Linked DNA regions of Mus musculus: all the other regions are linked to region 2. The links are chromatin contacts, called in public Hi-C, HiChIP or PLAC-seq and promoter capture Hi-C maps. All regions are on one chromosome and are shown on one strand. Each heading gives the region's core, a stretch centred on a gene start, on an enhancer-like site or on the middle of the called end of the contact. The rest is flanking DNA. Distances are from core to core; before and after follow the strand shown.

Region 1 (3,364 bases), core at 363-2,862, 490 kb after region 2:
GGCCCTTCAGCCCACGGCCCTACCTTGGGGAAGAAGAGGAATGAGCCTGTCAAAGGAGTTGGCGTTGTCCAGCCAGCCGTGTAAGCAGAGAACTGGAGGGTTCTTCTGGGAGCCCCAGACTTTGAGAGCAATGTGGCCCCAGGGCACAGCCAACTTCAACTCTGAGTGCAAACCTGCAAGGCAGATCTGGTCTGTCAACCCCTGCATCCAGGAATCCGGCACTTCCTAAGCCCCTATGAGTGCACCAAGAGGCACAGGCGCCTGAGCTACTGGCCTATGTCTAAGCTTTAGACAGACTGATTGCCAGATAACAGGGAAAGACAGCTTGGGTCCCCTGGATGAGAAAGATCTGAATAGGTTTTTCAGGATATAGCTCATTGGTTTTTAGGGCAGAACTGGAAGGAGTAGGTTGGGGGCTGCCGGCTTGAACCCTGACACTTGTGGGCTGTATGACCTTGGCTTGCCTAAAACCTCTCCATCTTCAGTTTCCCTTTCTGTTAAACAGGAGCAAATAGAGAATAATGCCTCATAACTATATGGGACCCATTCCAAGAGCCCCTGTAGATACCTGAAACTTCAAGCAGTAACAGACCCCATACACTGAATGCTACCTATAACAATAATTATACATGCCTGTTATCCCAGCCCTTAAAAGGTAGACATGGATAGACGATAAAACATTGTCTCATAAAACTTCAAATCAACAAAATAAAACAAATATACTACAATTTGTGCAGCACTGACTCTAAAATATTATTATGAGAACCAAGTGTATTAATCACACCTATAAGCCTAGCCTAGTCCTGAGGAGGTAGAGGCAGGAGGATTTCGGCCACTTAAGGATAGGCTGGTCTAGGGAGTTCCAAGCCAGCTAAAGCTACATACAGTAAAATGGCTGAGGGTTTTAAGACACTACTCAGAGTACCATGCTGCTCAAAACTGGTCTGTGCCCTCACATTTTGGACCTTAGGAAACTGAACCCTTGGAAATCGAAACTGGGAGATCACCGTGGCCAGCTTTTCCTATACCTTCGGAGCCGATGCCAGACACTTTATACTCTATCTATCTATCTATCTATCTATCTATACACCGTGAGTTGGAGAGTTGGGCCACTGCTGTTCTCAGTGCACAGATCACGAAACTGAGGCACAGGAAAGGGAGAAGGGGAGGAAGGAGAGGGGGAGAGAGTCAGCTTGACTCCAGGGCTCCATCTGGGCCTCTTCAAGTCAGATGTGCTCCAGAGCTGACCTTCTGCTGCTGTTGGACCCAAAGAGCAACCCCAAATAGCAGCCTAGGACTCAGCGGCCATCAGGAGCCCCGAGTCTGGCTCTGCTAGATCCCAGTGCTGCCCACTGAGCCTGGGAGAGGGCGATGAGCGTCCACTCCACCAGCTCAAGTAAGCGAGTGGGAGCACTCGTCGGCCTCCCCCTTCCCACTCCAATCTAAGGGGCCCTGAGGGACATTTTCACCCATTGCTCTGGTCGGTGAGGCTGTCACTCCTCGCTGAGGAGGTCACAGGAACTGGAAGGACTCAGAAGCTCACGCCCCGCCTCTTGCGTCCCGCTCAGGACTTTCCCTCCAGGTCCTTCCCGTCCCCACCGGCTTCCGTCTCCTTAGCCCCAGTTTTAGCGCCAGCCCCGCCCCTTCAAGCGACACCGCCCACCGAGGCCCCGCCTTCCTGCGGCCGGCCCGGGACTTTCAGGAGGATCTCAGGGCTGCTCAACTCCTGGCACATTGCTGTGCTGCTACGGTGGGATGGTGTCAGAGCTAGCAGAGAAGTAAGTCTCTGGAGGACAAGCTTTGACAGGCTCAATACCTGGGCATCCCCGCATGATTACCACGAGCTAGACAAGGCCCCGGTGGCCCCACAGTGAGGAAAGCTCCCTCGAGGATCCTCTCTGATTCCCACAGAAATGAGACGACTGTTTCACAGTGTTTCATGCCTCCCCACCGTGTCCCCACGGTGGCTGCGGTCCCTCAGCAGTGCCTGGCGCTATCCAGCTTTGATAATTGATTGCACGGCCTGAATGAATAAATGAATGTATAAAGCGAGGGCTCTGGCAGAAACCATCCCCAGGCAAGGAAGGACTGAAAACAGTTTCAGTCCCGAGAAGAACTCAGAGTCAGACTGTGGGCACGGGGTGCATTCAGGAGGCTGGGAAAGGCCTGTGGGTTTTTGGAGGCCAGCCTGGAATACACTGCAGGACTCTCCAATGACCAAAACTCATCCTAAAGCTAACCCTAGCAATCCAATCACAAACATTCCTAAAATGGACACATACAAGCACTACCTTTTAAATTAAAAGCAGAAATCTTGAGCTTTTAAATTTACCAGGTGGGCTCTCTGGAACAGCGGGAGATATTCCCTATCATTGTTGTAGCTGGCGAACCACAGACCTGGGCACTGAGCGGAATCAGTGTGGTGAGTTCCCCAAAGGGGTGACAGGGCAAACCCTGAGCATCACAGGCTGTAGTAAGGGGAGGGAGGGGAGGCTGGGCAGAGCCACTGTGGAGAGAAATTTGAGGCTGAAAAATAGGCCAACGTAGATGAGGGGCTGGAAAATGGGGCCGCCTGGTTGTGACAGGACTTTTCTGAGTGGTTTCACTCAGAGGTTAGGAGCTGGGAACACACCACGCTTTTCTGTTCTATTCTTTGGTTTTTGGAGACAGGGTTCGAACTCACTCCATAGCTGAGGGTGACCTTGAATTGAGCCGCCTCCCTCCCTCTCCAGAACACTGGGGTTGCACGCCTGGTTTATGCACTGCTGGGGGTCAAACACGTGGATGCATGCATGCCAGGCAAACATTCTACCAACTGAGCTACATCCCCAGCCCTTTGAGAACACTTCTGTTGGGTCCAATCAGTGGCATCTATCGGTGGAGAACACACTTTGATTCTCGATAGATAAGGGTCTTCACTGAGTTCTGTCGGAGTACAGTCACTCAGAGCCACTGGGAACAAGACACCTACCAGGAAGCCTGGGACCTTTCCCAATCTTTCCCAGTGACACATTGTTACCAATACTTGCACTTGGCATCTCGCATTCCTTTGACCTCAAAATTCCCTTGCTTCAACCAGCCCCTCCAGCAGCCATGACCTCAGCCGGCTCCTGTCTGTCCTGCTGGTCCATGGCTACAGTCACTGTCCCTCCATTCAGTCTCATCCTCATGTTCACATCCATCTGTGTCCCATCATTTCCATCTACCTCTTCCCTTTCCGTCCCTGTGACTCCATTCTGCCCTGCTTATCCTGCGACCACAAGCTGCCACCAGCCCCTTCCCCACCTCTTATTTTACTCGTGTGAAAATCTGGGTGCCTCTCACTGCGGGCTGGGGTGGGGGTTGATCTCCTGCCGGTCTATTA
Region 2 (3,015 bases), core at 57-2,556:
GCCCCGTCCTCACAGTTTCTCTCTCTTATGCAAGGATATTCAAACCATCACATACATCTATTGAAAAAAATTTTAAACTACCCTCTATCTCATCTCCATCTAGCAAATTATATGATGAAATGATCCATGCAGTCATTGATTGATTGTTGAGGGCTTGTGGGTATATGAGTCCATGCATACAGGGAGGGAGTGTGCCATGTGCAAGTGGAGGCTAAAAGAAGATATTGGGTATCCTCATCTGCCTTTCTCTGCTTAATTTCTTGAGACAGAGTCTTTCTCTGAATTTAGGGCTCTCTTTTCCTCGATAGACAGGAAGCAAGAAAGCGGCTGGAGGTGGTAACTTATGCCTTTAATCCCAACACTTGGGAGGCAGAGGCAAGCTGATCTCTGCACTTGTGGAATAACCCTTTTGATGGCACACCAAGTTATCACAACCTTTGAATTCAACAAGGCATTCCAAGGACTGAGAAGGCTCCTCCAATCCCTAGAAAGATCTGTCCACCTTTGAGATATAACTAGGATCCCCACACGCTGGTGTCTCCCAATGCTTGACAGGTGGAGGGAGGAAGGGTTCAAGGCCAGCCTTCGAAACAAAGTGAGTTTCTTGGTCAGATTAGTCTGAGCTGAATGTGACCCTGTGGCAATATGATGATGATAACCAAGCCCTAGCAAATGGCTCAGTGGTAAAGCATTTGCCATGCAATCTTAATGACTTGCGTTTGATAAAAATGGAAAGAGAACAGACTCTACAATGTTTTGTTCTTTGCTTTCCACAAGTGCGCTGTGACACACACACAAACACACACACACACACACACACCAAAACAAAATAAAACAAAACAAGTCTGGGAAAATGGCTTAGTAGTTAACTGCTCTTGCAGATGACCCGGTTTGGATCCCAGCACCCCATGTGTAATTCCAGTTCCAAGGGACCTGACGCAGTCTCCTAACCTTCATGAGCCATATATGCACTTACATACACACTCATACACGTAAAATAAAAGCACTCACACACGTAAAATAAAAAAATAAAAATTTTAAACTAAAATTAAAAAAAAAATTCAGGCGAAACAAGATTGCAACCAGCGCAAGGGGGAGCACCTTCTGCCTCTTCCCGACCCCCTCCCCATCTCAGCTTCACCGGCTCCTTGAGGACAATCTCTCCTGATTCTGACTCTCTGGGGCTTCTAAGCAGCGTTCCCAGAATCCCTCGCGGCAGTCCTGGGATGAATGGAGAAGACACGCCCCCAGCGCGCGTGCGCACTCTTGGAACCTCGCAACCCAGGACGCAGGCGCGTGCGCGCCGTCCGCTTAAATCCTGCGGTGGGCGGCGCCGTGCTCTTCCGAGCACTATGGAGATCCAGTCCGGGCCGCAGCCTGGCAGTCCCGGCCGCGCCGAGAGGCTGAACGCGCGGCTGCTGGACGAGTTCGTGTCGCTGCACGGCCCTACGCTGCGCGCCTCGGGAGTCCCAGAGCGACTATGGGGCCGCCTTCTGCACAAGCTGGAGCACGAGGTACGAGATGGCACGGGCTGCGGGCAGGCTATGCGGTCGAGTGGGGAGCACAGCTCAGCAGCTCTGAAGGGGAGCCACTTATAAGTTCAGGAGCAGGATGTACCTGGGAGTCAGAAGGGTACAGGCCGAGAGATGCGCCTGTGCCGCCATCCTGCAGGGTTATGGGCCCGCCGAGGATGCGCAGGGACCTGCAAACCGGCATGCGCTTGGCTCGCAGCATCCCAACGCCTCGGTTGATATATTAAGAGTAGAACTCGCGACTCCACTTACGGATGAGGAAACTGAGGCTCCGGCGGATGCAGGAGCTCCTGTTAGATTCAAGCTACACCGGCATCATTTCAGTCAGCTCTGTGCAGCTCTGCTTAGTCCGTAGAACTCTGTGGAGTTGTTTCCCACGGCGTGAGTAGCAGGTCTCCCTTTGTACACTAAAGAGAATGGAGGCCCTGAGACATGGAGACGACGCTAAGAGAGGGTTTAGAAGGTCTCCCCCATCTTTTGAGAGAATGGCTCCATCCTTCACCTGAGCTAGGCTTCCACGGGGTGCCCGGCTTCTTCCGTCGGAGAACAGGGTTTGGGTGATGAAGACAGCAGCTGCTAGGCTGGGCGGAGGGTCTTTTGCGAAGCAAGAGCTTGGTTTTTCACAGGACACCACCTCCTATCTGAGACCCACTAAGCCTTCAGGTGACTGGGAGAGTCCAAAAGCTAGGATTCCCCGGTGCCTCTCAATGGGGTAGGCTTACCCTCTTTGATCTAGTTCCACACTGTGTATGGGCCAGATATTTCCTGGTTAAGCCTATACGTAGGGCTGTACTGCAGCTCACTATAGCATGCTGGCGGTTGGGAGGCGCCTCAATCCTTAGCCCTGTGGGACAGTAAAAGAGGAGGAGCCAGCCTTGTGCTAGTGTTACATTGTTGATGGTCCTGGGCAATACCGTGAGGTTATAACTGGCCGTCAGCCCCAGGGCAAGCAGCTGTAGTGACCGGTTTGGTAGGTGGAGTATTAAGTGATTTCTCTACTTCAGTCTGATTATCAGATATTACTACATCATTGGTCGAGGCTCATCTGTCAGTGGCACCTCCTTACAGAGGGTTACTTACTCCCTGTCACTAAGTTCTCTGCTCACGTGGTGTTGGGCCCTCCTCCGCACTGCTACTTTCTGCAGACTTGCCTTGATCTCAGGCCAGTGCTGAGGTAGAACTGGACCCCCATTTATTAGTGACGATAAGAGGGTACCCAAGATGCTGCAAGGGCTGGGCTTCTTTGTTTGTTTGTTTGTTTGTTTGTTTTTGGAATGCCCTGGGACCCCACTCAGGGGCACTCTCCCTGGTCAGGTGACTCCCCACCTAAGCTGTCTGATTTGGAAAGCAGGCATGGAGAAACACCAGCACCTGGCTCCCTGAGGGGGTGCAGAAGATAATGACAGGCCACTGCACTCCACCAGTGTCCTGTCCCTTCTCACTTGGGCTGCTGTGGCCTAGTCAGGGATACCCATTTTTTTTT
Region 3 (3,183 bases), core at 77-2,576, 510 kb before region 2:
TTGATGTGTATGTGAAGGTCAAAGGTAAGTTTGTGGGAGTATTCCCCTTTCACTATGTGGGTTCCAGGAGTGAAGCTGAGGTTGTCAGGCTTGGCAGCAAGCGCTTTACCCACTGAACCATCTTGTCAGCTCCAGGATGCATTCTTAGCACCATGAATTCCGGTCTATATGTTCTCTTCTTACTCAGAGGGGCTCTTCCTTGCCTCTTACTCTTCACTTCTCAGGGATCGCACCTGAAACAATGTTACTGGGGCCCAGAGCCCCTTTGTGTCACCCCAACTGCTCCCCCAAGATGCCCTTCAGTGTGGAAAACCAGAAGGTCCCATACCTACTCTCTGTATCCAGACAGGTCTGTGCATCTCCCGTGCTAGAGAGAAAAAGGAGACAGTTTTCTCTGCCCCTTTCTTAGGCTCTCATGTATCCTAAGCTAGCGTCAAATGCACGATGTAGCCGAGGCTGGCCTTGAACTCTTGATCTTCTTGTCTCCACTCTCCAGTTGCTGGGATCACAAGTGTGCCGCAAGCCCAACTTTTGTTTGTCTGTTTCCCTTTTCTCCAGTGCTGGGGAACTGACCCCAGGGCTTCCCGAGAGGGAGGAGCTCTACTCCTAAGGGGTTTCCCAGACCCTTGGGTTCTTGTTAGCTGCTTTCCCCAGATGTGGCTCCTGGAAATAGGATTCCCATTGTCAAGGATGGGACCTGGACAGGTGGCGGGCGCCACCTGGAGGGTCCTCTCTGGGGGATTTCCTGAGGGCGCATCTCTGCTGGGGTCCCCTCTACCTGAGGTCCTTTTTGCCTGGGGGCGGGGATGTCCACTCTTGGGTTCCTCTCTGCCGAGGGTCTTCTCGGCATGGGAGTTTCCTCTCTGGAGGAGGGGGGATCGCCTCTGTTTGGGGTGTCCTCGGGGAGGGGGCCTCTTCTCAGCCTGGAGATTTCTCTGCCAAGCGTCTGGTCTCTGCCTGGAAGGGCCCACTCTGGGGTTTCTATCTGCAAGGGGAATCCTCTGCTGATGGTCTTCTCTGCTTGTGGGGTGGGGGTGGGAGTCCTCTCTGCCTGGAGGTTTTCTGTCTTGGGTTTCTTTTCTTGGGGCCTCTCTGCCGGGGTTCTTCCTGGGGGGAGTTCTCTCTGGCACTTGATTGCAGGCTCTCTAAACGCTGCCTTTGTCAGCCGCGCTCTGATGCGGGCTCTTCCATCTCTGGCATCAGAAGCTTCTGGAGGTGCGGCTTCCCGGACCCCGAGGCTCGCCCTGGGTCTGCGCAGACGCCTCCTTTTTTGCTCTAGGGTGTGGGGACCCTGACCTGCCACGCATGACTGACAGGCAGTGATACGGACCCGACGCACCTTTGCGGCAGGCGCGGGGCCTCGGCAACCGACGTCAGGGGCGCGGCGTGCGTGGGTGCGGCCATGACGTCATGCCCGCGGAGCCCCGCGCCGGCGCCGTGACGTCACGCCCTGGAGCTGCGGGCCGGGCCGGGCGGCGGCATGGCGGAGAGCGAAGCGGAGACCCCGGGCACCCCGGGCGAGTTCGAGAGCAAGTACTTCGAGTTCCATGGCGTGCGGCTGCCGCCCTTCTGCCGCGGGAAGATGGAGGATATCGCCGACTTCCCCGTGCGGCCCAGCGACGTGTGGATCGTCACCTACCCCAAGTCAGGTGAGCCGGGAACCCCACGCCGTACCGGTCGCTCGCGCGGCTGTGTGACCTTGGGCAGGTCGCTCAGCCTCTCTGTGCCCTAGTCCTGTCCGGCTCCCCGTGTGATGAGGGCAGTGGGCGCGCCTCCAGTGTGGGCTCTGTGGGGGATGGGACCGCCCTCCGCTGCCCCTGTATGCTGTTTACAGGCCGACTGTCACCAGGCGGGACCTGGGCACCTGGGTCCCCAGCAGCCGTGTAAGGTAGAGCTTCTAGGCAGAGGATCAGAGAGGGGAGGAGGCTTGTCCAAGGTCACACAGCTGGGCTGAGATCTGAGCCACTCAGTTCTCCAGGCCTGGTGTAGAGATGGCTGTGTGGTGCCTTTTCTGGGGTCTGTAGGACAAGCTCAGCCGGTTCTCCTGTCCCTGTAGGGCGTCCTTGTGACCATTGTCCTGCAGGCTCAGGTAGTTGAGAAGGTGTCCATCACCCCGAGGTATCCAAGCAGGCGGTTACAGGAGAAAATATAAGCAGGGCATCTCCCGGGGTGGAGTCCGGGTTTCCTGGGCAGCTGCCCATCATCCTCACAGAGAGTGGTGGGCGCTCTCAGGGGAGGAGTTGGGGTGCAAAGGCCCTGGGGTCAAGTCCAGGTGTAGGCACTGACCCACCACTGGGCATACAGCCAGCTGGGCTGTCCTGAAAAGGCATGTCAGGAGACAAGCCAGGCTGAGTGAGGCTGCAACCACCCCACAGTCCCACCCCTGGGTCCCTGCTGGCTTTAGCTAGGGTTGCCTTTTGGAGAACTCTCTATGTGCTGGTCATTCCGCTGGGTGCTCCACATCTGGGTTAGTGGCTGTACCTGGTGTTGTCTTTTTTGGTTTAGTGCCTGGGATGAACCCAGGGCCTTGTGGCCCTATGGCTCATGTATGCCCTGCCTCTCAGCTGGGTGCCCAGCCTCAGGGTGGTACTTAAGGAGGCATCATGGCTGTGTCCTCGCTACAAAGGGTATGAATGTGCCCGTGGGTAAAAGAAGATTCTAGTTCCCTCCCTAGACCCTGGAATTGTGGGAGACTTGGTTTTCAGAGCCCTTAGGACCAGGGGGTGTGGCTGGGATTGTAATGGAGTTCCTGGAGGAAAGGGCCAGAGCCTGGGTTACTGAGGAAGGAGCTGGGGAGGGCCTTTGACCCGGGATACCTGAGGGAGTAGCCAGGCTAGAGGCCCAGCTGTGAACTGGGAGGGCTGGCGAGTGTTAGACAAACCCTGTGCAGGAGCCTGGTGGCTTCTGGGGAGCTCCCTGGACACTGCAGAGAGGAGTTGGATGGGAAACATCTATGTGTGCATGCGTCGTGCGTACGTGCGTGCGTACGTGCGTGCGTGCATGCATACGTGCATAAATATTTGAAACAGAGTCTCTGTGTACCCCAGGCTGGCCTTGAATTTCCAGTCTTCCTGCTTCAGCCTTCCCAGTTCTGGGATTGTTGGGGTATACTATCACAGTCACCCCACAGGATGACAGTTTTTTTGTTGCTCCAGACAGGGTCTCAGGTAGCACAGGCTGGTA
Region 4 (3,241 bases), core at 439-2,938, 420 kb after region 2:
CCCTCACCCCTTTTGAAACAAAGGTCTTACTCTGTAGAACAGACTGGCTTGTGTCTGTGATCCTCCTGTCTCAGCCTCCCAAGTGCTGAGATTAAAAGCAGAATAATACTTAACTGATATTAGATCCAGCCTCATATCCCAGGGTAGTAGGTGCCCTTCCACAGCCTAGCTCCTGATTTTTTTTTTTTTTCACTTGTTTGTTTCTTTGAGACGGAGACTCATGTAGCATAGGCTGACCTCAAGTCAATCTGTAGCCAGGGTCAGATAACCTTGAACCCTTGCCTCCACTATCCAAATTCTGGAATCACAGATGTGCTGACCATTGCTCCTTATTTATTTATTTGAGACAGGGTCTCTGTGGTGGTTTGAATAAGAAATGGCCCTCATAGGCACGTGTATTTGAACGTTTAGTCCCCAATTTGTGATGGTTTGTGGGGAGGTACGGAGGTGTGTGGTCTTGCTGGATGAAGAAATGTGCCTGGGGTGGCTTTGAGAGCCTATAGCCTGGCCCCACTTCCAGCTCTCTCTCAGGTTCCCACTTAAGGTACAGTGTTATCTCTCAGCATCCTTCTCCCCGAGCCAGGTTTTCCTGCTGCTTGTGGCCGGCCATGCCTTCCAGCTATAATGGGCTCTTATCCTCCTGGAACTGTGAGACACAATAAACTCCATCTTCCCTAAAGTTGCCTTCGGTCATGGTGTTTTACCACAGCAACAGAAAAGTAACTAGCAGTCTCACCGTGTAGCCTGGAACACTCACAGATCCACCTGCCTCTTCCGGTATTGAACGCTTGGGTCATCAAGTGTTCCGGTATTGAAGAGTTTGGTTAATAGTTCTCAATTTTTAGGCAGCAAGTCTCTTCCTCACTCTGCCGCTCTCAGAGCAGTCTTCCATTCCCTATCTGGCCAGGACCAGGTTGAAGAAAACTCCGGAATGCCAGGGACATACGAGTGTTTATAGAGTATGTGATAGGCTCTGTTCTGAGGTCCGGGTACACAGAGAACTGACTGCAGACTCCTGGCTTGGGGAAGCCCCACCATCTAGTGGAATGGGTACGTGGGCGCAGAGCATCGTGAATAAACAGGCAGGATAACTGAAGCGCTACAAAGACCGTTCTGCACTAGTGGCGTCCCTTGGAGGGAGCACAGGGCCAGAGCTGGCCTAGCTAAAGAGGTGACACCTGAACTTTAATCCGGAACTGGCCTCAGTACGTTTGGAGATTTGTTCAGGAAGGAACGACTGGTTCGCAGGCTTGAAAATGGGGCAGGGCAGGGCTGTAGCCTGAACTCTGTAGCCAGCGGTGTTGGCAACACGCCCCGTGAGCGGGTAGAGCCCTGGCCAGCACAATCAGCTCCGGCAGGCTCCCAGGACCGAAGGCTCAGGATTTGAGAGCCCATCACGGGGGCGACATCTTGTTCTCTTCACCAGGACAAAACAGGCCCAGAAGCCACAAGCTACCTCCCGAAGCCACACAGAGGCGCCACAGTAGCCAGTCTCTCGCCGAGCCTCTTCCGTGCAGCGCCGTCAGCCACTCAGCGCGCACTCCCGTCTTCACAAGCGGAAGTGGGCGGGGACACTGGGAGTCTCCGCCCCCTATCCGCCCACCTCCGCGCTCCTGACTGGCTCCGCAGGGCGTCCCCGCCTCCGAGGTGTTGAGACCGAGGCGGGTTGTTGGGGGAGCGGCCGGCTGAGTAGCGGGTGTAGAACCGTGCGTGAGGCCACCGTCTCTTCTTCGCCACCATGGGGGCCCAGCTGAGCACGGTAGGCGGCATGGGTCTGGGGTCCCCAGGCTTGCACCGTGGGGATACCGTACGATCCGGGGCGCCCAGCACCGGTTCACGAGCCCCGCGCCCCACCCGGCCCCTTGCAGACCGTGACTCACGCCCTGGCTAGTGGCCGCGCCACTCTGGCCCGGCCTCAGGCCAAGGGGGAGCCCCGAGCGCGGGGTGGACATTGAGGACCCTGTTGGGTGTGCGCGAATGAGAATAGGGAATGAGTGACGTGCGCGCCCGCCTGAGTGGGCGTGACTTGTGAGTGTGAGAAAGTTGAAGTGCCTGCGCCCGTGGGGGATGTGAAAGGTGCGAGGGTTTTTGTAAATGGGAACGTGAAGTGTGAACCGTAGGTGCACTGGTGTGTGCGTGGAGGAACCGACAGCGGCGTGTGTGAGAAATGAGAGTGTGGGTGTGAAGACATGCAGGCCTGAATAGTGGACACGAGTGAGCTGGCAGGAAGAGTACTTTGGGGTGCGTGTGTGTATGGGAGAAATGTGTAGGGTGTCCCTACAGGGGTTGGGTGCATCTTCTTGCCATAAACAAGGCAGTAGTTGGCCAGGATCTTTCCAGCTGTCACCTAGAAAAGCCCTGGCCATTCTTGTTACTCACAGAGCTGCACTGTCACTAAAGAAGTGTCACTTAGACTTGGCCATCAGCCCAGGGCACTGAGGATGCTGGGACCGTCTAACGTCTATAAATCTGCTCTCTCACTGTTACTGGATCGACCAAGGCCCCTTCCACAATCCTAGAGCTCACTCTCCTCATTTCCTTTTTTTTCTTTTTTTTTTTCTTTTTTGAGACAGGGTTTCTCAATGTAGCCCTGGAATGCACTGTAGACCAGGCTGCCCTCAAACTCACAGAGATCCACTTGCCTCTGCCTCTCCAGTGCCAGATTAAAGGTGTGGGCCACCACCGTCCAGCTCCTCCCTGATTTCTTAAGAGCATCCATGTGAACTGTGACCAGTCTCAGTTACACAAACATACCCTTGAGGTGTCCAGCTCTTTGGGTATGACAAGAATAGGCCAGCGCCTGTCTTGGAGGGTGCCCTCTCTCCTCTCTGCAAGATTCAGGGCTCCTAGTGAAGACAGCCTTCTTGCCATGGCATTTGCTCTTGCGAGAGTGACCAGTCCAGTATGGACCATCTAAGGAGCATTCTGGCCCAAGGCAAAAAAAAACAAAACAAACCCCAGAGTGACAACACCCCATAATGACATTCTGACCAGTTTTCCCAGAGACTGCCCATGATCCCTTATCTTCCCCCTGATTCCCAGGTTCTCCTTACCTTTTGGACCATGTTGGTGGTACCCCAGCACCTGGCTTTTCCATCAATTCATGTTAAGTCAACAGTAGTTCCTTCCAGGCAGTAGAGCTCTGTTTAATTATCAGAAGGCCCCACCATGGCCTCATCTGTCCAAGGGTTGCTTGGTATTGTCTTTGACTTAAGGGGCTGACACCTCAGTGCCCACGGTA
Region 5 (3,120 bases), core at 541-3,040, 470 kb after region 2:
CTTTCCAAGTACTATTCTATCCCTGTCAGCAAGTAGCTACTTTCCTGATGCCACAGATCACCTGTACACTGTAAAGTATTCCTGGGAGTTTAAGTTCTCCAGAGTGAGACAACAGCTCCCTTGTTCCTGCAAACCAGGCCTCACACCTACTTATATGTCAACTTGACACTAGCAAGTCACCTGAAAGGAGGGAACCGCAACTGAAAAAATGTCTCTGAGTTCCAGCTGTAGGGAGCCAGCATCTTCTTAATAAGTGATTAGTTGGGGGAAGGCCCTGCTCATTGTGGGTGGGGCCCTCCCTGGGCTGGTGGTCCTGGGGTCTCTAAGAAATCCAATGGAGCAAACTACGAGAAGCAAGTCAGTACGTTTCATCAGCCCCTGCCTCAGGGTTCCTGACCTGCTGGAGTTACTGCTCTCGCTGCTTCTAATGAACTGTTTCATGAAACTGGAAATAAAGCCTTCCTCCCCACATTACTTCTTAGTCGTGTGTCATCACAGCAACGGTAACCCTAATGAACACACAAGTATCCTCCTGCTTCAGCCAGGATTAAAGCCATGCCCAGATGGATAAAGTTTATTTGGGCTCACTTCAGTTTGTAAAAATTTAAAAAATCTGCCAAGCATGGGTGATGTGTGGCAGTGTCCACCTTTAATCCCAGCACTGGAGGAGACAGAGGCAGACAGATCTCATGTGAAACTGAACCCAGCCTAGTCTACATAGCTAGCCTCAGGTCAGCCCAGGCTACATGGTGAAATCCTGTCTCAGCACACACACAGTATTTTCTTGAGGGAGAGAGCTCATGCCATGAGGCATAAGCCATGGAGTGGGTGTGGAGGTCAAAGGATAACTTGCTGAAAACAATTCTCATCTTCCATGGATGTAATTCAAGATGTCAGGCTTGCCAGCAAGTACTCTTTGTTTACAGTTTCAACCCCAGGCCTCTCAGCCCCTTGCTCTCTCAACTAAAGAGACTGACTGTTCATGGCATCTCACTGCACAAAATCCCAGTTGCACCACGATTTATACGGAATGCTATTTATTTTTTAAAAATTTATAGTCGGGGGCTGGTGAGATGGCTCAGCGGGTAAGAGCACTGACTGCTCTTCCAGAGGTCCTGAGTTCAAATCCCAGCAACCACATGGTGGCTCACAACCATCCGTAATGAGATCTGTCACCCTCTTCTGGTATGTCTGAAGACAGCTACAGTGTACTTATGTAAAATAATAAATAAATCTTTAAAAAAAAAATCTCAAATAAGCCAGGCAGTGGTGGCACACGCCTTTAATCCCAGCACTCGGGAGGCAGAGGCAGGCAGATTTCTGAGTTCGAGGCCAGCCTGGTCTACAGAGAAAGTTCCAGGACAGCCATGGCTATACAAAGAAACCCTGTCTCAAAGAAAAAAAAAAATTATAGTCGGGCAGTGGTGGCACACGCCTTTAATCCCAGCACTTGGGAGGTAGAGGCAGGCGGATTTCTGAGTTCGAGGCCAGCCTGGTCTAGAGTGAGGACAGTCAGAACTACACAGAGAAACCCTGTCTCGAAAAACAAACAAAAATTATGTGTTGAGTGTGCCTGTGCACCACGTGTCCTGGAACTGGGTTCCAGATAATTTTTGAGTGATCGGAAACGAACCCCTATCCTCTGGAAGAGCAGCCAGTGCTCTTTCCATTTATTGCTCCAGCCTCCCTCTACTTCCCAATAGGACAGGGAAGGCTAAATCTTAGGGCCGGGCAAGATCCCGGGAGGCGGGCCTAGGGCTGAGAGGGCGGGGCCCCGCGTGACGCCGTCGTCGTGGAAACGCAGCGGCGCCGGAACACGGAACTCCCAGCCGTCTCTGCGCTCCCAGTTGGCCAAGATGGTGTCTCGCAGGAAGAAACGGAAGGCTGGCGGCCACGAGGAGAGCATACCGAGCCCACCGGGGTATTCAGGTGAGCAGCTGAGGGCCAGGGACCCACCATTTTGCGGGAAGGTGGCTTGCAGGTGGCAGAGGCCCTGGCAACTCGTCAGGTATCGGGGTGCAGGACCCCGCCGCCCCGACTCTGGGTGCTGATTCCGCGGCTGTTCCTCCGAAAGGCCTTGGGCTCGGGCGCGGTTCCTCCAGGCGGCGCCAGGCGTCCTAGGCCCAGCGTTGCAGCTTCGTCGTCCTCAGAAGCTAGTTATCCGCTGTTCTGCTCGTGTCTCGTTCTTTAACAAGCGCTTCCGCAGCTGTCGCCCTCCCAGCCCCGAGATTCGCATCCCACTGGTGTAGACTTAACTGGGAAGGTGGGGCTAAGTCGGCAGGAGGGGTGGGGGGGGGGGAGTTAGCCCTAAACGAAGAATGGGTGGAGGGAAGAGAGTTGGTGTGCCAAGCAGAGCAGCCCATGCTATGGGGGGGGGGGGGGGGGGCTGATGATGTCAGACAGCGGATGCTCCGAGAACGCAACACTGTGCCCGCCCCCTCAGCCTCCTGCGGTGATTATCCGAATACATTTCCCTCCAGCTTCCCGTGGATGGGTGGATGAACAGGCGGGCCGATGGAGCTAGAAAGAGACATAGTGAATTGGAACTTGGGTGGCATAGACACAGACCTCCTTTCAGGGTACCCCAAACTCTCCTGCGCTCGTTTCCCCTGTTAGCTGTTCCAGTCAAGTTCTCGGCAAAGCAGCAGGCTCCTCATTACCTCTACATGAGACAGCACCGAGTTCGCCAAGGCACCCAGTCCACATGGCCTCCCGATCGAACCCTTTTTATCCTTAATGTGCCCCCGTACTGCACACAGGTAAGAGTCTGGTAGACCAGTGGGTTGTGAATGGGGGCTTGCCACGGGCCCTACAGAATCCTGGTGGTCAGATGGAAATTCCTACAAAACCCTCAGTGGAGGATGTTGAAAGACTGGGAGTTTCAGAATAAAAATATGTTTTGTTTTTTTTTTTTTCTCCCTGCCGCCGTCTAGGCAGGGTCCCCCTCTCCCTGGGCTGTTCAGAACTTCCTGAGGCTCAGGCTGGCCTCGAACTTGCTGTACTTCCCCACCCTCCCCGTCTCAACTCATTACAGTTATGAGTGGTCACACCTGGTTTGGAAATTATCCTTCCAACCATTATTTTATTTGTTTGTCTGTTAGTTTTTCATTTTTAAAAGAC
Region 6 (3,401 bases), core at 472-2,971, 470 kb before region 2:
AGCCTGGTAGTGGGCAGGAGAGATTGCTTTCTCCTTAAATAGGCCAGGGGCAGGGGCTACTTAGGGTCCAGTTGTGCAGCATAGGGCACAGTACTCATTAATTCACCTGCTGGCAAAGATATGTGCTGGGTATCTTACCCATGAGGCTGTGACTTCCTCTCCAAATAAGAAGTCAGGAAGTCTGTAAGTGGGGCCTGTGGACTCAGGTCTGTGGATTCTCGTTCTGGACCTGACTTGATCAGCTGTGAATCCTTGGACAAAATATCGTGTGTGTGTGTTTCCACTGGACCTATCTCATCAGCGTCCTGTGGAGCAGACTGAACTAGACATAAAGTACTTACACGGGTGTCTGTCTGTACTGGCTGGTTTTGTGTGCCAACTTGACACAAGCTGGAGTTATCACAGAGAAAGGAGCCTCCCTCGAGGAAATCCAGCTGTAAGGCATTTTCTCAATTATTGATCAAGGGTGGGAGGAGGGCCCATTGTGGGTGGTGCCATCCCTGGGTTCTGTAAGAAAGCAAGCTGAGCAGGCCAGGGGAGGCAAGTCTGTAAGCAGCATTCCTCCATGGCCTCTGCATCAGCTCCTGCCTCCAAGTTCCTGCCCAGTGTGAGTTCTTGATCTGACTTCCTTTGGTGATGAACAGCAATGTGGAAGTGTAAGCTGAATAAACTCTCTCTCTTCCCCATCTTGGACATGATGTTTTGTGTAGGAATACAAACTCTGACAGTGTCTTAAGAAGGGAACTCCACAGAGCCAGGGAGAAGGACCATTACTGATGACATCAGTACTGTCATCCCTCGTGATGACTAGGTCTAGGGTACTCTTGGTACTAATTTATTTGTGAGGGCCTTATGGTTGTATACCATGCCATGTACTGGCACAAGGTGGAGTCCAAAGATAGTGGTAGGCAAAGCAAGCAGGTCTTGTGTTTGTAGAGTCATGCCCTACAGTAGACAAATAGGCCTCTGCCAGACATGCTAATTCTAAGTTAATCTTGCTCACCAGACATCCAGCTAGCACTCAGAAAGTATGGCATGGGGAAGCTGGATTCATTATCCACAAGGGCTAGAGAGATGGTTCAGTGCTTCAGAGCACTTGCTGCTCCTGCAGAGGACCCAGCTTGATTCCCAGCACCCACATGGCAGCCCACAACCACCTGTAACTCTAGCGCCCTCACCTGGCCTCTGTGGGCATTGCATGCACACGGTACACATAACACACAGGCAGACACATACTCAAACACATAAATGTAATCTTTTGAGGGCAAAATTAAACATTACTTTCTTATTTTTAATTGCAACATAACTATTTTTGAGACGATAATGTATTTGAGTAAGTGCATATTCGCACACAGATTATATATGCATATGTAAATAGGCTTATATAATTCTGATGAATATAGCAATTATACAAGAAAAAGAACACAAGAATATTTTGCTATAAGAATGTAAAGATAAATAACTCTGCTTCTCAGAGGTGGGGCAGGTCCATGGGACACGGCTTCAATCACAAAGAAATCCAACATAATAACAATAAAAACAGAAAAGAGGGATACACCCCACACCTCTCCCAGGGACAGCATTTCCGGAGGAAGTCCTTCCTAGGCCCGAATCTTGTCTGGCTCCGCCTCCTTGGCCAATCGCAACTCCTCTACTTGTCGGGGGCGGGGATTTACCATCCACCTGGGACGTACCCTGGTTGCTGGGGCAACAGCGTCCTGAAGACTTGGCTCATGCCTGCTTCTGGGACCCAGCGGCCAGGTCTGCAGCAGGAGAGTTGGCGGCTGAGTTGGTGACCACCAAGCCGGGTAAGGAGGGGGAGCGCGCGGGGCCCGGAGGACCAGGGCAGTGCGGGGCTGTGAGGAGCGAAACGAGGGGCGCGGGGGAGCGCGCGGGCGGCGGGCCCCGCGGGAGGTTCGGTCTCCGATTTCTCCTGGCTTGCAGCGTTCCTTACCCTGCTCATTTGCGCCCCACCTAGATCCTGAACACAACGTTCTCTGCTTAGTCCTGAGGAGGACTTGGGTGAAAGACCTGTTAACCACACAAGTAGCAAGTAGCAAAGGCAGAACCGCCTCACTCTGCTTCCAGGCAAACGCTGCCTTCCACAGCCATGTTCTATATCAGTTAACCCCATTGCCCACATTCCATATGAAAGAAAGCACTTCGTGAAATGTTCTAAGCTTTCAGGCTGAAGGCTGGCCCCCCAGTTCACCCTTCCACTCCCTTTTCTTTCCCTCCTAAAAAAAAAAAAAAAGTTTTGTTTTATTTATTTTTAGAAGGTCTCACTATGTAGCCCTGGGTAGCCTAAAACTTGCTGTGTAGACCAGGCTGGCCTTAACCTCACAGAAATGACCTTCCTCCTCCTGAAAATATTTACTTTCCACAAGTCTGCCTCTTCCAAAGGGCTTCTATATCACCCTGGGGAAAACACCTATTTCTCTTAAATTGTATCTATCCTTGAATAGTGAACTTAGAGAAATACGGTAAATAAATCCTATCTTTACAAACCACACTTCATTTTGGTCTTTAATCCGTTGCCTTCAGTTCAATAAACATTTCTTTGCCTAAGCTCCAGGGAGTGGAAAACGAACCTGCCGTTGGCTCCTTGGGTGTATGTGAATGGGTGTTTTCTGTCCAGCCTATGAATGGGAGGAAAAAGAATTCACTGGAGTCATCTGTGTGTTGGCTTTATTTACGTTCATTTTCGTGCTTGGTTTAAGGTAGGAATTTTTTTTTTAATTTAGAAGAAATGCTTACTGAAGCTGGACATGGTGGTGTACACATGCAATCCCAGAATTTGAGAGACCGAGGCAGGAGGATCTCAAGTTATAGCCTGAGCTACCTGAAACCCTGTCTCAAAATGAAGAAACCCACAAAGCTTACCTTATATTTGTTATCTTGCATGCTAATTTTATTTGCACTTCTACTTTGTATTCTGTGTCCCCCACCCATTTCCAGCCATACAGAAGTTGAGCACCTATGCTGTGACCCTGACAGCTAATCAGCACCCCCAAATAGAACCAGTTCTGCAGACCTGTTCAGCCACTTGATGCTAATGAAGTAATTACTCTAATAAAGCTACCTCATTGGTCTGTAGCAAGCTCATAGAGCAAGGGTTCTCAACCCGGGGGTTGCATATCAGATACTCTGCATATAGATATTATCCAGGCTGGTTGTGGGTCAACTTGACACAAGTTAGAATCGTCAAGAGAGGAAGGTGCTTCAGTTGAGGAAAGGCCCCCATGACAGCTAGCTGTAGGGCATTTTCTTAATTTTCGATCAGAGGCAGGAAGGCTCAGCCCAGAGTGGGTGGGGCCATCTCTGGGCTGGTGGTCCTGGGTTCTATAAGGAAGCAATCTGAACAAGCCAGGAGAAGCAAGCCAGTAAGCAGCTGTCTTAGT
Region 7 (3,174 bases), core at 612-3,111, 380 kb after region 2:
AGTGTGTGCATGTTTGTGTGTGTGTCATGGTATGAATGAATGACTTTAGGGAGTCACTGTTCTCTTCCACCTCAGGATACTAGGCTACGTGGATTGACAGAGTGAGTGTGTGTGTGTGTGTGTGTGAGAGAGATTGTATATATGTGACTGTGTGTAAGATCCTATGTGTATGTGACTATGTATGAGTGAGTGTGTGGGAGTATGTGTAGCATTGTATGAGTGTATGTGAATGTTTGAGTGTGTGTGTGTGAACGTGTGTGTGCGTGTCTGTGAGTACATGTGTGTGAGGGTGTGAATGTGTGTGAGTGCATGTGTTTATGTGTGTGTGAGTGCATGCGTGTATATTTGTGTGAGTTTTGTGTGTTAGTGAGTGTGTATTTGAGTGTGCGTGTGATTGTGTATGTGAGACTGTATGTGTATGTGACTGCGTATGAGTGAATGTGTGGGAGTATGTGTGGCATTGTGTGAGTGTGTATGAATATTTGAGTGTGTGTATATGTGTGTATGTATATGTGTGTCTGAGTGCATGTGTGTGTGAGGGGTGTGAATGTGTGAGAGTACGCGTGTTTATGTGTGTGTGAGTGTTGTGTGTGAGTATGTATATGAATATATATGTGTGTGTGTGGTGTGTATATATGTGTAGAGGTGGACACTACCTGTTTTCTTATGTCCCTAAATCATGCTCCACTTTCTTTTTTTCTCCCCTTTATTTTCACTTTATCTGTATGGGTGTTTTGCTAGCATGTATGTGTCACATGTATGCAGTGCCTTCAGAGGCTGGAAAAACATGTCAGATCCCCTGGACTAGAGTTGCAGGTGGTTACGAGCCTCCATGTGTGTACTCGAGACTGAACCAGGGTCTGCTGCGAGAGCAGTCAGGGCTATCTCTCCAGTCCCCTGAACCTGGAGCTCACTAATTAGCTAGGTTGGCTGGTCAGTGAGCCCCTGAGACCCGCCTGTGTGTATTTCCTCAGCACAGGGATGACAGAAGTGGTCCACTCCCAGCAGCCTTTGCCCCAATGGGTTCTTATAAATCTTTCTTTTCTTTTTAAAAGATTTTTTTATTTATGTATGTGAGTACACTGTAGCTGTACGGATGGTTGTGAGCCTTCATGTGGTTGTCTTTTTTAGGACCTCTGTTCTCTCTGGTCAACCCCGCTCATTCCGGCCCAAAGATTTATTAGTATACGTACATACACTATAGCTGACTTAAGACGCACCAGAAGAGGGTGTCAGATCTCCATGTGGTTGCTGGGATTTGAACTTAGGACCTCTGAAGAGCAGACAGTGCTCTTTACCCACTGAGCCATCCTGCCAGCCTGGGTTCTGAGTATCCAACTCAGATCTTCATTCTTGTATTCCACACGCTTCACTCCTGAGCCTTCTCCCTAGGTCTTTTCCTGGCTTTCTGCTTCTCCTCAGGTGGTCCAGTCTGACTAGGCACTGACGCCTATAGCATTGCTCATCCCAGAGAGGGCTACAACTGAGGCTGTGCTCCTGGAACCAACCAGCAGCATCCTGTCTTTTCGACAGTAAACCTCTGTGTCTCACAGGCCCAGCACTGGCCTGCTTCCTTTCTGCTGTGCTAGAGGCTCCGACCATCCCCTCCCCCATTTCTGTCTTGCTATACCCCAACCCTTTCCTTTATTAGCCTTCCCATTCTGTCCCCTACCCCCCAGGGAAATCCCCAGCTGTCCACCAGACTTCAGAGAAACCACATGAGCCTAAATATTTCTTCGCTGGGAAGTGCTATATCCTAGGCATGCTGGGAAATCAGGCTTAAAGGGAAAACTCAGAGTCAATTAAAAAAATGACTCATGTTTTGGTAAAAGGGGGTAAAAGGAATAATATTTCATAAGCTTTCTCCTGGATACTGTACAACAGCTATAAACTCTCTGGCCTCTCAGAGAGACTGCAAGAAACCCTGTCTCCAAGCAGAGGCTCATTTTTTCCATTTGGACTCTTTTTATTTTTTCCATTTCAGTTTTAAATGTAGTCTAACCCACAGATCCATCATGAAAGGTCAGGACTGGGGTTAAGGGAAAGCATATCTGAGGGAATGAGAGAAGATGGGTGAGCATACAGCCCAGCCCTGCTGCCCCCGGCAACCACAGGACTGGCAGGGACCAGAGATAGCCTGGGCTGGCTGCTGGACTCCCAGCCAGGCAGCATCTTCCGGAACATGAGAGTTTCAGGCATGAAACAGACAGATAGAGTTAATAGCAACTCAGACAACAAAGGCTTGGCTTTTCTGAGATGAGAGGCTAGAACATGGAGAGTGGGGGTTCAATTAGTGATGTCCCCTAAGTCATCTGAACTTTCCAGGCTTCTGAAATCTCTCTCTGCCTCTGGATGTCCAGCTTTTGTTTCATGATTCCCCAGTGGCTGTTCCAGCTACTGTCATTGCATCCACATTTACCCTGCAGAGCTCACCTGGAGATCGCCACTTCCTTGCCACTCCTGTGTTTTACTTCTTCTTCTTCTTCTTCTTCTTCTTCTTCTTCTTCTTCTTCTTCTTCTTCTTCTTCTTCTTCTTCTTCTTCTTCTTTTTGTTTTTTTTTGTTTTTTTTTGTTTGTTTGTTTGTTTGTTTGTTTTGTTTTTTTTCGAGACAGGGTTTCTCTGTATAGTCCTGGCTGTCCTGGAACTCACTTTGTAGACCAGGCTGGCCTCCAACTCAGAAATCCGCCTGCCTCTGCCTCCGGAGTTCTGGGATTAAAAGCGTGCGCCACCACACCCAGCTGTGTTTTACTTCTTATTTGTTTTTATGTTATAAGTACAAGTGCTTCCCTGCATGTGTGTGTGTGTACCATATGCTTGCCTGGTGCCCATGGATACCAGAAGGGGGAATCAGATCTCCTGCACCTTGAGTTACAGGTGATTATGAGTCACTATGTAGGTACTGGGAACTAAACCCCATTCTCTAGAAGAAAAGCAAGTACTCTTAACCACTAAGCCATCTCTCCAGCCCTGAATGAATAAATGAGTGAATGAGTGAGTTTGAGGCAAGGTATCACTATGTAGCCTGGAGCTCAGATTTAGACCAGGCTGGCCTCAAACTCAGAGAGATCTGCCTGCCTCTGTCACCTGAGTGCTCGGATTAAAGGTGTCTGCCACCAGGACTGGCCACATTTCTGCCATTATTGACTAGGCTATACTCGCCGTAGCTGCAAGAG

What was found. Promoter capture Hi-C pulls out the DNA fragments that hold promoters and counts their contacts. Hi-C and Micro-C count contacts between places; a contact is called where the count stands out from the background. HiChIP or PLAC-seq counts read pairs in DNA pulled down with a chosen protein or histone mark. Capture Hi-C pulls out chosen DNA fragments and counts their contacts.
Region 1: a promoter capture Hi-C map of pancreatic islet shows a contact between it and region 2. The contact joins the promoter of Serhl here to the promoter of Ttll12 in region 2. A contact is called at or near these places in 6 of 39 promoter capture datasets (the 3T3-L1 cell line, 3T3-L1-derived adipocytes, the SN4741 cell line and 2 more), 1 of 115 datasets of contacts at active chromatin or transcription factors (bone marrow-derived macrophages) and 3 of 9 other capture datasets (adipose tissue, liver and pancreatic islet).
Region 3: a contact with region 2 is called in an H3K4me3 HiChIP or PLAC-seq map of embryonic forebrain, with 5 times the contacts expected there. The contact joins the promoter of Sult4a1 here to the promoter of Ttll12 in region 2. A contact is called at or near these places in 3 of 39 promoter capture datasets (cranial neural crest, hippocampal neurons and stem cell-derived epiblast-like cells) and 3 of 115 datasets of contacts at active chromatin or transcription factors (embryonic forebrain and embryonic stem cells).
Region 4: a contact with region 2 is called in a promoter capture Hi-C map of adipose tissue. The contact joins the promoter of Cyb5r3 here to the promoter of Ttll12 in region 2. A contact is called at or near these places in 8 of 39 promoter capture datasets (the C10 cell line, the HPC-7 cell line, the SN4741 cell line and 4 more), 1 of 15 datasets of contacts at CTCF or cohesin (the NIH/3T3 cell line), 1 of 484 Hi-C or Micro-C datasets (Th1 cells), 5 of 115 datasets of contacts at active chromatin or transcription factors (the SCID.adh cell line, astrocytes, memory CD8 T cells and 2 more) and 2 of 9 other capture datasets (adipose tissue and liver).
Region 5: a contact with region 2 is called in a promoter capture Hi-C map of pancreatic islet. The contact joins the promoter of Rrp7a here to the promoter of Ttll12 in region 2. A contact is called at or near these places in 8 of 39 promoter capture datasets (the 3T3-L1 cell line, the C10 cell line, the SN4741 cell line and 4 more), 1 of 484 Hi-C or Micro-C datasets (muscle stem cells), 4 of 115 datasets of contacts at active chromatin or transcription factors (bone marrow-derived macrophages, double positive thymocytes, large pre-B cells and 1 more) and 3 of 9 other capture datasets (adipose tissue, liver and pancreatic islet).
Region 6: a promoter capture Hi-C map of neural stem cells shows a contact between it and region 2. The contact joins the promoter of Efcab6 here to the promoter of Ttll12 in region 2. A contact is called at or near these places in 10 of 39 promoter capture datasets (3T3-L1-derived adipocytes, cranial neural crest, embryonic stem cells and 5 more), 11 of 115 datasets of contacts at active chromatin or transcription factors (T-cell acute lymphoblastic leukemia, embryonic basal ganglia, embryonic forebrain and 6 more) and 1 of 9 other capture datasets (embryonic stem cells).
Region 7: a contact with region 2 is called in a Hi-C map of the N1E-115 cell line, with 3 times the contacts expected there. The contact joins the enhancer-like site here to the promoter of Ttll12 in region 2. A contact is called at or near these places in 3 of 484 Hi-C or Micro-C datasets (the N1E-115 cell line, bone marrow-derived macrophages and colorectal tumor organoids) and 3 of 115 datasets of contacts at active chromatin or transcription factors (epiblast stem cells, large pre-B cells and stem cell-derived neural progenitor cells).

What each region holds. Positions count from the first base shown.
Region 1 is chr15:83,098,453-83,101,816 of GRCm38.p6, reverse strand. Serhl (serine hydrolase-like) reads right to left here and starts at 1,612. Exons shown (of 12, transcript NM_023475.3): 1 at 1,470-1,612; 2 at 24-173. The coding sequence starts at 1,473.
Region 2 is chr15:83,593,448-83,596,462 of GRCm38.p6, reverse strand. It overlaps Ttll12 (tubulin tyrosine ligase-like family, member 12), which reads left to right and starts at 1,306. Exons shown (of 14, transcript NM_183017.2): 1 at 1,306-1,514. The coding sequence starts at 1,353. It overlaps Gm52182 (a long non-coding RNA gene), which reads right to left. Exons shown (of 2, transcript XR_003951515.1): 2 at 1,017-2,126.
Region 3 is chr15:84,103,897-84,107,079 of GRCm38.p6, reverse strand. Sult4a1 (sulfotransferase family 4A, member 1) reads left to right here and starts at 1,326. Exons shown (of 7, transcript NM_013873.3): 1 at 1,326-1,649. The coding sequence starts at 1,481. Gm46526 (a long non-coding RNA gene) reads right to left here and starts at 2,239. Exons shown (of 2, transcript XR_001781726.2): 1 at 329-2,239.
Region 4 is chr15:83,170,630-83,173,870 of GRCm38.p6, reverse strand. It overlaps Cyb5r3 (cytochrome b5 reductase 3), which reads left to right and starts at 1,688. Exons shown (of 9, transcript NM_029787.3): 1 at 1,688-1,759. The coding sequence starts at 1,739.
Region 5 is chr15:83,121,471-83,124,590 of GRCm38.p6, reverse strand. It overlaps Rrp7a (ribosomal RNA processing 7 homolog A (S. cerevisiae)), which reads left to right and starts at 1,790. Exons shown (of 7, transcript NM_029101.4): 1 at 1,790-1,929; 2 at 2,617-2,759. The coding sequence starts at 1,857.
Region 6 is chr15:84,063,669-84,067,069 of GRCm38.p6, reverse strand. It overlaps Efcab6 (EF-hand calcium binding domain 6), which reads left to right and starts at 1,721. Exons shown (of 32, transcript NM_029946.4): 1 at 1,721-1,808.
Region 7 is chr15:83,214,523-83,217,696 of GRCm38.p6, reverse strand. No RefSeq gene overlaps it. Among named protein-coding and RNA genes, the nearest start is that of A4galt, 36 kb to the left of the region's middle. Within about 2 kb of position 1,861, at least 103 of the 459 cell types and tissues checked have an H3K27ac peak or open chromatin away from gene starts, as enhancers often do. A contact at or near this core is called in the N1E-115 cell line and bone marrow-derived macrophages, where this site is marked.